Regions from separate parts of the Mus musculus genome. Here region 1 is linked to region 2. A link is a contact called in public Hi-C data. All regions are on one chromosome and are shown on one strand. The core of a region is the stretch at or near the end of the contact, and the rest is flanking DNA. Distances in the headings are between cores, read along the strand shown. Region 1 holds the start of Eif4b (eukaryotic translation initiation factor 4B). Region 2 holds the start of Rnd1 (Rho family GTPase 1).

Region 1 (3,341 bases), core at 100-2,599, 3.4 Mb before region 2:
AACTAATGCTGGGTGTCTAAAAGCCCTCTGGTATTCACAGGTCCACTGCAAATGCCAAAAAAACCCAAAAAGCAAAAAACTTGGAAAACAAAACAAAACAAAAAAACAAAACCCGAAACGACCTCCACAAACCTCACTTGCAATGCAGGGAATATACATTCCACCAAACAAACAAACGCACGCAGAACCTCTAGCCACTATTTTAATAGCACCTTCTGGAAGTTTCCCAGTTATCTGGGAAAATGACAAAAGCTGAATCCTGACACTAAAACTACCCAAAAAATGGAAGTTCTATATAATGCAACGCCCCGATTTCCTTCCCCACCTCTGCCTGGCATATAGTGTGCACTCAATAAAAACTGTTGGTTGAATCAAGAGGTGGAAAGAAAAAGGCACAGGAGAAATCTAGGTGTCTATCCCTACAGCACCTAACACGTGGGAGCACCCTGGGTTCCCTACCCCCAACTATAGTGGGGCCAAACCTAATATGCGTTCGCTTGGGAGTACAGCGGCCGTGCCACGCTCCCAAACCGACTAAAGCTTAAAGTACAAGGTCATAAACGAGCAAAAGCCAGGTCCATCCAGGCTTCCCATCTGGAGTCCAGCAGCGCGTGTTTCTGAGGCGCGCCTTCTCCACCACCTCGCCTCGTCGCCCGTGCCGCGCACGCGCACCGCTGCTTTCATCGGCCCCTCCACAGCCTCGCGCTCGCGTTCTAACTGCACCCCCCCGCCCCCACGAGGGTCCGCAACGGCCTCGCGCCTTGGAGACCCGGCCCAATGTGTTCCGGTCCGCGCGCCAACCGCCTCCTTCCTCCACCCGCGCCTTGGCGCGGGCGCGGTGCTTCACGCCTTTGAGAGCCTCGCGCCTCCCGCACGTCTCTCTGTGCTGCCTCCTCCAATTGAAGGCAGGGTCCACCATTTCTGCCTACTCCAACCTCGCGCAACGGGGTGAAAAGGGTGTGAGGGGGAGGGGAAGGCCTTCCCCTCCCCCTAGACATCCCGAGGCGGTAACCTCAAGCGGCCATGCCGCTAGCCTGCCGCTGCCCCCAGGTCCGAAAGGAGCCGGTGCCTCCTGCCCCCGACCTCCAGCAAGGAGCGGACCAAGCCCGGAGGCTGTTTCCGAGCCTGGTCTTTGGCCACGCTCGGCCGCTCACTCACCTGAGGCCGCCATGTTGGGAGAGGGAGAGAGAACGCAAAGGACCCGGATGAGGCAGTCACGTGATTATAGCGGGCGCGACGGGCTTGGAGACGTGAAACCAGGAGGGGGCGGGGAGCCGAGGACGGAGGCAGAAGGCGGGGCGCCGCCGCCGCGCTGGGTTCGTAAAGCAGCGCGAGGGGGTGGCGCGGCGTCCGACGGGAAGACCTGCGCGACATGTGGCCGAAGGGGTGGAGTCTGAGCTGTCGCGAAACCCTTCGCTTTACGTCGGGCCCGGCGCGGCCGTCCGGTCCGATCTGCGCCCGGGGCGGAGTCTCCTGGCGCACAGACTTGTGGGTGCTGGATCGGCGCGAAGGGCGGGGTCGCACTTGCTGATTCTATGGAACAGAGTGGACTTGGAATCTAGAATGGGTGTGCCACAATTGATTTTTTCCGAAGGGAAGATTCTGAGTTTCTTTTTAAATCACTTTTTGTAAAGACAAAGAAAATATAATGTTCCGTAGAATGGTTTCAATTAAGAAGGTAACATTTGAACCATGGGCTTTTGCCTCATTTAACCCTCCAATGGACTGACAAGGGCCAGCACCGAGTGGCTAGCCACATTTCTTACAGCGAATGCTTCATTTTTTTTAAAAATATATATTTCAAAAAGTGAAACTATTGAACACCAGCCACGTGCCAGGCACTGTTTAACAGACATTTGTGGATATAAAAAGGGATTAAAACTACCTTGAATAAAATACTACAAATGATAAACATTACAGGTAAGTAGGCTAATAGAGTAAAAGGCAGTTGGGTACAACTCCAGATGGCCTGCCCCTCTACAAGAACAGGGAACATTCTTAGCCACTGAGCCACAATTCCAGCTCCTAAAATTTTTTTATGACCCTAAAACATACAAACCATAAAACAAACAAAAAACAAACAAATAAAAACAGGGGTTGGAGAGATGGCTCAGCGGTTAAGAGCACTGACTACTCTTCCAGAATTCCTAGCACCCACATGGCAGCTCACAACTCTAACTCCAGTTCCAAAGGATCTGACACCCTCATATAGACATACATGCAGCAAAACAGCAATGCACATAAAATAAAAATAAATATACTTTAAAAAATGATTTGCAGAAACAGGCATGGTGGCACATACCCTTAATTAATTTATTTACTTATATTTAATTTGGTGTTTTGAAACAGGGTCTCTCTACATAGCACTGGCTGTCCTGGAACTCATTATGTAGACCAGGCAAGACTTTAAATTCAGAGAGCCACCTATCTCTGCCTCCTGAATGCTGGGATTAACAGTATTCATTACCATGCCCAGCTGGCACACATCTCTAATTCCTACAGTTGGAAGGCAGACAAAGGCAAATCTCTATGTATAGAGAGTTTGAGGCTAATTTGGTCTACATATCCAGTTCCAAGTCAGCCAAGGCTACATACACACAGACCCTGTCTCAAAACAAAACTAAACAAAACAAAATAACCCCTAAACCAGCCAACCAAACAAAAACAAAACAAGAAGACAGAAATACTTTTCTTAGCTCAGTATGGAGCACCACATACAAAAGTGGTAATCACCGTGCTTGGTAGATTGAGATAGAAAGATCAGTGGAAGGCAAGCTTTGACTACAGAACAAGTGAAGATCAGACTGGGCTACAAAGAGACAACGAGATCATTTGTCAAGGTTTGATAGCCGTACCTACCCAGTCCCTCTCCTTTAATTTGCTATTGCTTTTCCCCAATGGTTTTCAGCCTGACCACTGTATTAACTTCCTAGCTGGGTTTCTTGCCTGAAGGCTTTGTCTACTGCAATGCATGCAGAATATGGCTGCCACACGTCTTCCTGGAGGAGAGATCTGAACAGTTGCTGAGAAACATGGCCACACTGACATGGACAAAATAAGACTTTTTTTTTTTTTTTTGAGAGACAGGGTCTCTCTGTTTCATACCTTTGGCTGTCCTGGACCTCACTCTGTAGACCAGGCTGGCTTTAAATTCCCAGAGATCCACTTGCCTCTGCCTCCTGGGTGTTAGAATGAAAGCTAAATAAGCTTTTATAAGGCCGTGTGCAACCCACTGCCAAATCACTAATCCAAACCTCTCTCTTTCTCTCTTTCTCACTTTCTCTCTCTCTCTCTCTCTCTCTCTCTCTCTCTCTCTCTCTCTCTCTCTCTTTCTTTCTTTC
Region 2 (3,266 bases), core at 17-2,516:
TGGGTGGCAATGACTGGCTTATGAGCAAAGCTTGGGGTTGTTCGAGAAGGGACCTCAAGACAACCGTGAGCCAGGGCTGGTGTTCTCTGTCTGAATTTCAGGCCTGAGGCCTGAGGCAAGAAGATGGGCTATATACGGCAAGTTCCAGTGTGATGTTCTCTAAAAAAAATAAAATAAAATAAAATAAAATGAAAGAAAGAAACCAAACCAACAGAACAGGGTAAGGGGAACCCTAGGTTGTTCTCAAGTTTGCCCTAAACTGCCCCTCCCCCAATTCTCTGGAGGCCTCACGGGACTTCCTTGGTGGCCAGTGGCTTATATGAGCTGTGTACTTCCATAGCTCTGTCTAGTAGAGGGGTCTGCAGAAGCCGTGGAGGCTTGCAGGCTAGGGCCAGTCGGCGGCAGTTTGTAGTTTATCTCAGTCTACAATGATTGGTTTTCAATTTCTAATCCCTGAGGCCCAGCCCTGGCATCCAGGCTGGACTCTCACTAGGTGACACTATCAGTGCGTCAGAATCCGTGGCTATCAGCCTGGAACTAGACCTGCCCTGGATTCATCTCGGACACTGAAGCCAGGCCACAGAACAAAACACCTTCACTCTTGCTTGCCAGGCCTGGCATGAGCTGGCTCCTGGCTGGCAGAAAGCAGCTTGTTTGGTCTTTCTCTCTCCTGTTCCTACTTGAAAGACGCCCTCCTTTGTTTTCTTTGCCTATCTCTGGGTCAAGTTATTTTTTGTTTGTCTTGTTTTGTTTTCTTGGTTTGTTTTGGGGAAGGCGATTCCTGAGGAAGGGAGTCGGGCTGTAAAAGAGGGGCAGCAGAGACTTCTATTAGGAGATCCCAGAAGTGGAACCAGTGTGAATAGGAACTATATAAAATTAAGGAGTCACCCTCTCCCCCGAGAGATGCCACCCACCTGTCCATAGTTTAGGCAGGTCCTGCTGTCTTCCTGGGACAGACAGCCTGATTCTATAGCTCTTTGTGGGTCTTGACACTAACTCATAGACACTCAGAGATCACTAAGTTTTACTTCCAGTCCCCTCCTGACCTCCTAACAGCAACACAAAAAGCGTGGGAATCCCCTTCCAAGAGGAAGCCACCGTGCAGCTTTAACAGAAAGGGAAGGGAGGAAGAGGGCGCTGACTCGGAGTCTCCTACTATTGGCTGCAGCAGGGGATCCCACCTTAGGGATTGGCCTGGACAGAGTCCGCCTCCTCTTGTGATTGGATCAGTCTGAGACTTATAGCGGAGCCTTACGAGCCTCCGCCTCAGTCGGAGGCAGGCAGGCAGGGAACCCGCGCTAGTGTGCTAGTGCGGACACTTGAGGCGCGACCTCCTCCTCCCTGAACCCGAGTCCACGTCCCTCCGAGGCTGCAGCCATGAAGGAGAGACGGGCACCGCAGCCAGTGGTGGTCAGGTGTAAGCTCGTCCTGGTGGGAGACGTGCAGTGTGGGAAGACGGCGATGTTACAGGTGCTAGCGAAAGACTGCTATCCCGAGGTGAGCTTCCCTGCCGTCCCGGGGTCGATCCCCCACCTGTCCGGGACAGCGCTCTCCACCACCCGCAGGCCGCCCCACCCTGCCTTGCCTTCTGGCTGGAGGACTGCCCTGTCTTGCTTCCCTAGAGACCTGACCCACTTCTGCCGCCCGGTCGGCTCCTCCTCACCTCTTTACCCATCATATCCCCTCCCACTTGCCTTCATCCCTGAGACCTGGAGGCTCCCGAGAGCTTGGGCTTCATTCTTGACGCAGTACCTGCCTGCCCCTCCTATAAGGCTCTGTGAGGGTGCCCTCCCCAACCCCCCCCCCCCCCCCCGCGCAGGCTTCTGCTGTTTTGCCTGTTCACCTGTGCCAAAGGACTAGAGGGCAGAAGACAGAGGTTAAAACTGGCTTGTGGCTCTGAAAAATGGGACACACATTTAGAGATGTGAGGAAAATGCGAATGTATGTGTCTCAGACTAGCTAGGATGTAGGGGGTTTGTCCCAGGCTGGGGAGCGAAGGCCAATACCTCTACAGTCCCCAATGGCTCCCCCTCCTCTGGCTTCTCGCCATCTGACACTTTGGTGTTTCTCGGCGCATGTGTAGCCAACGCTTGGTGTGGGGTTCTGAGGGCATGCTGCTGCCGGGGTGTGAGTGTTTCCTGTCTCCTCGCAGACCTATGTGCCTACCGTGTTTGAGAATTACACAGCCTGTTTGGAGACAGAGGAACAGAGAGTGGAGCTTAGTCTCTGGGACACCTCAGGTAAGAGTGTACCCCCAAATGCCCCATCCTACCACCATTGGCTAGCCGCAGTTGCTGCTTTTTTAAGGGGGGGGGGGCTGGGAATCCACCTTTGAAGATAGGTGCTTGCCAGGAAAGCGAAGGAAAGAATGTAAAAAATTCTTTGGTTGGGGCTTTGATGATTTTAGAGGATCCTGGAAGGCAGTGAACAAGCCTGGGTGCCACTTGGGTCTCTGGTCTAGTTCACCTCTGGATGGTGAGGTGAAGGGAGCCCTGAGAACTCCCCGGGAGTACCAGACGTCTCCTCTGTCTCTGTCTCTCTCCTCTCCCTTCCTCTCCCTCCTCTCTCCCTCTCTCTCTAGTTCTCCAGAGCAAAGTTAAATGAGGTAGGAGGGTGCTGCTGGAGGCAGCTGTGGCGGGGCAGAGAGCCACCCTCCCGCCCCGCCGGCTTTGGAGGGAATATCACTCTCCTGCATCTCAAGCCGAAGCTGTCTGCTTGCCGCAACTCAGAGGCTGCGGCTTAGAGACGATGATGAAGCGATGCATCATCGATGCTTTTTTTTGGGGGGGGGGCAGTAAATGTAGGGCATGTCCACACTGGGTTAGTGTCCAGTTGAGCACATGGGGGTCTAGTTCTTATCATTTCTCCCTGGGCTGGGGTGAGTTGGAGATGCCCTGTCTATCTTTTGGAAATGTAGAAAGCAATGCTTTCCCTACTCTCCGCTCCCAAGCCCTTTAGAGCTCAGCTTTGCTTCTGAGCCCTTCCCACTTTCTCTACCCCAGCCCCTCTTTTTAACCGTCTGTCTCAGACATCCTTAAAGAGTAAGTGCCAGCCATGTGAGAAAGAAAAGAAAAATCCATGCTTTGCCAAAAAGGATATTTTCTACGTGCTCAGCCCGAGTTTCTGGGGAAGCTGGAGAGCACCAAGGTTCTCCTGCATGTGTGGTAGATGTGCCACCCAGCTTCTGTGAAGGATCCTGTGCTGCTTCTCCAACTGTAAGGTCTGGGAAGACCGGGGATAAGGAATGGGAAAACAGAAAACGATAG

What was found. A called contact is a pair of places that touch in the nucleus more often than the background predicts.
Region 1: a Hi-C map of B cells shows a contact between it and region 2, with 5 read pairs. The contact joins the promoter of Eif4b here to the promoter of Rnd1 in region 2. A contact is called at or near these places in 2 of 39 promoter capture datasets (frontonasal cranial neural crest and pre-B cells) and 1 of 484 Hi-C or Micro-C datasets (B cells).

What each region holds. Positions count from the first base shown.
Region 1 is chr15:102,071,781-102,075,121 of GRCm38.p6, reverse strand. It overlaps Eif4b (eukaryotic translation initiation factor 4B), which reads right to left and starts at 1,349. Exons shown (of 15, transcript NM_145625.3): 1 at 1,159-1,349. The coding sequence starts at 1,171.
Region 2 is chr15:98,675,461-98,678,726 of GRCm38.p6, reverse strand. Rnd1 (Rho family GTPase 1) reads left to right here and starts at 1,266. Exons shown (of 5, transcript NM_172612.3): 1 at 1,266-1,497; 2 at 2,153-2,240. The coding sequence starts at 1,378.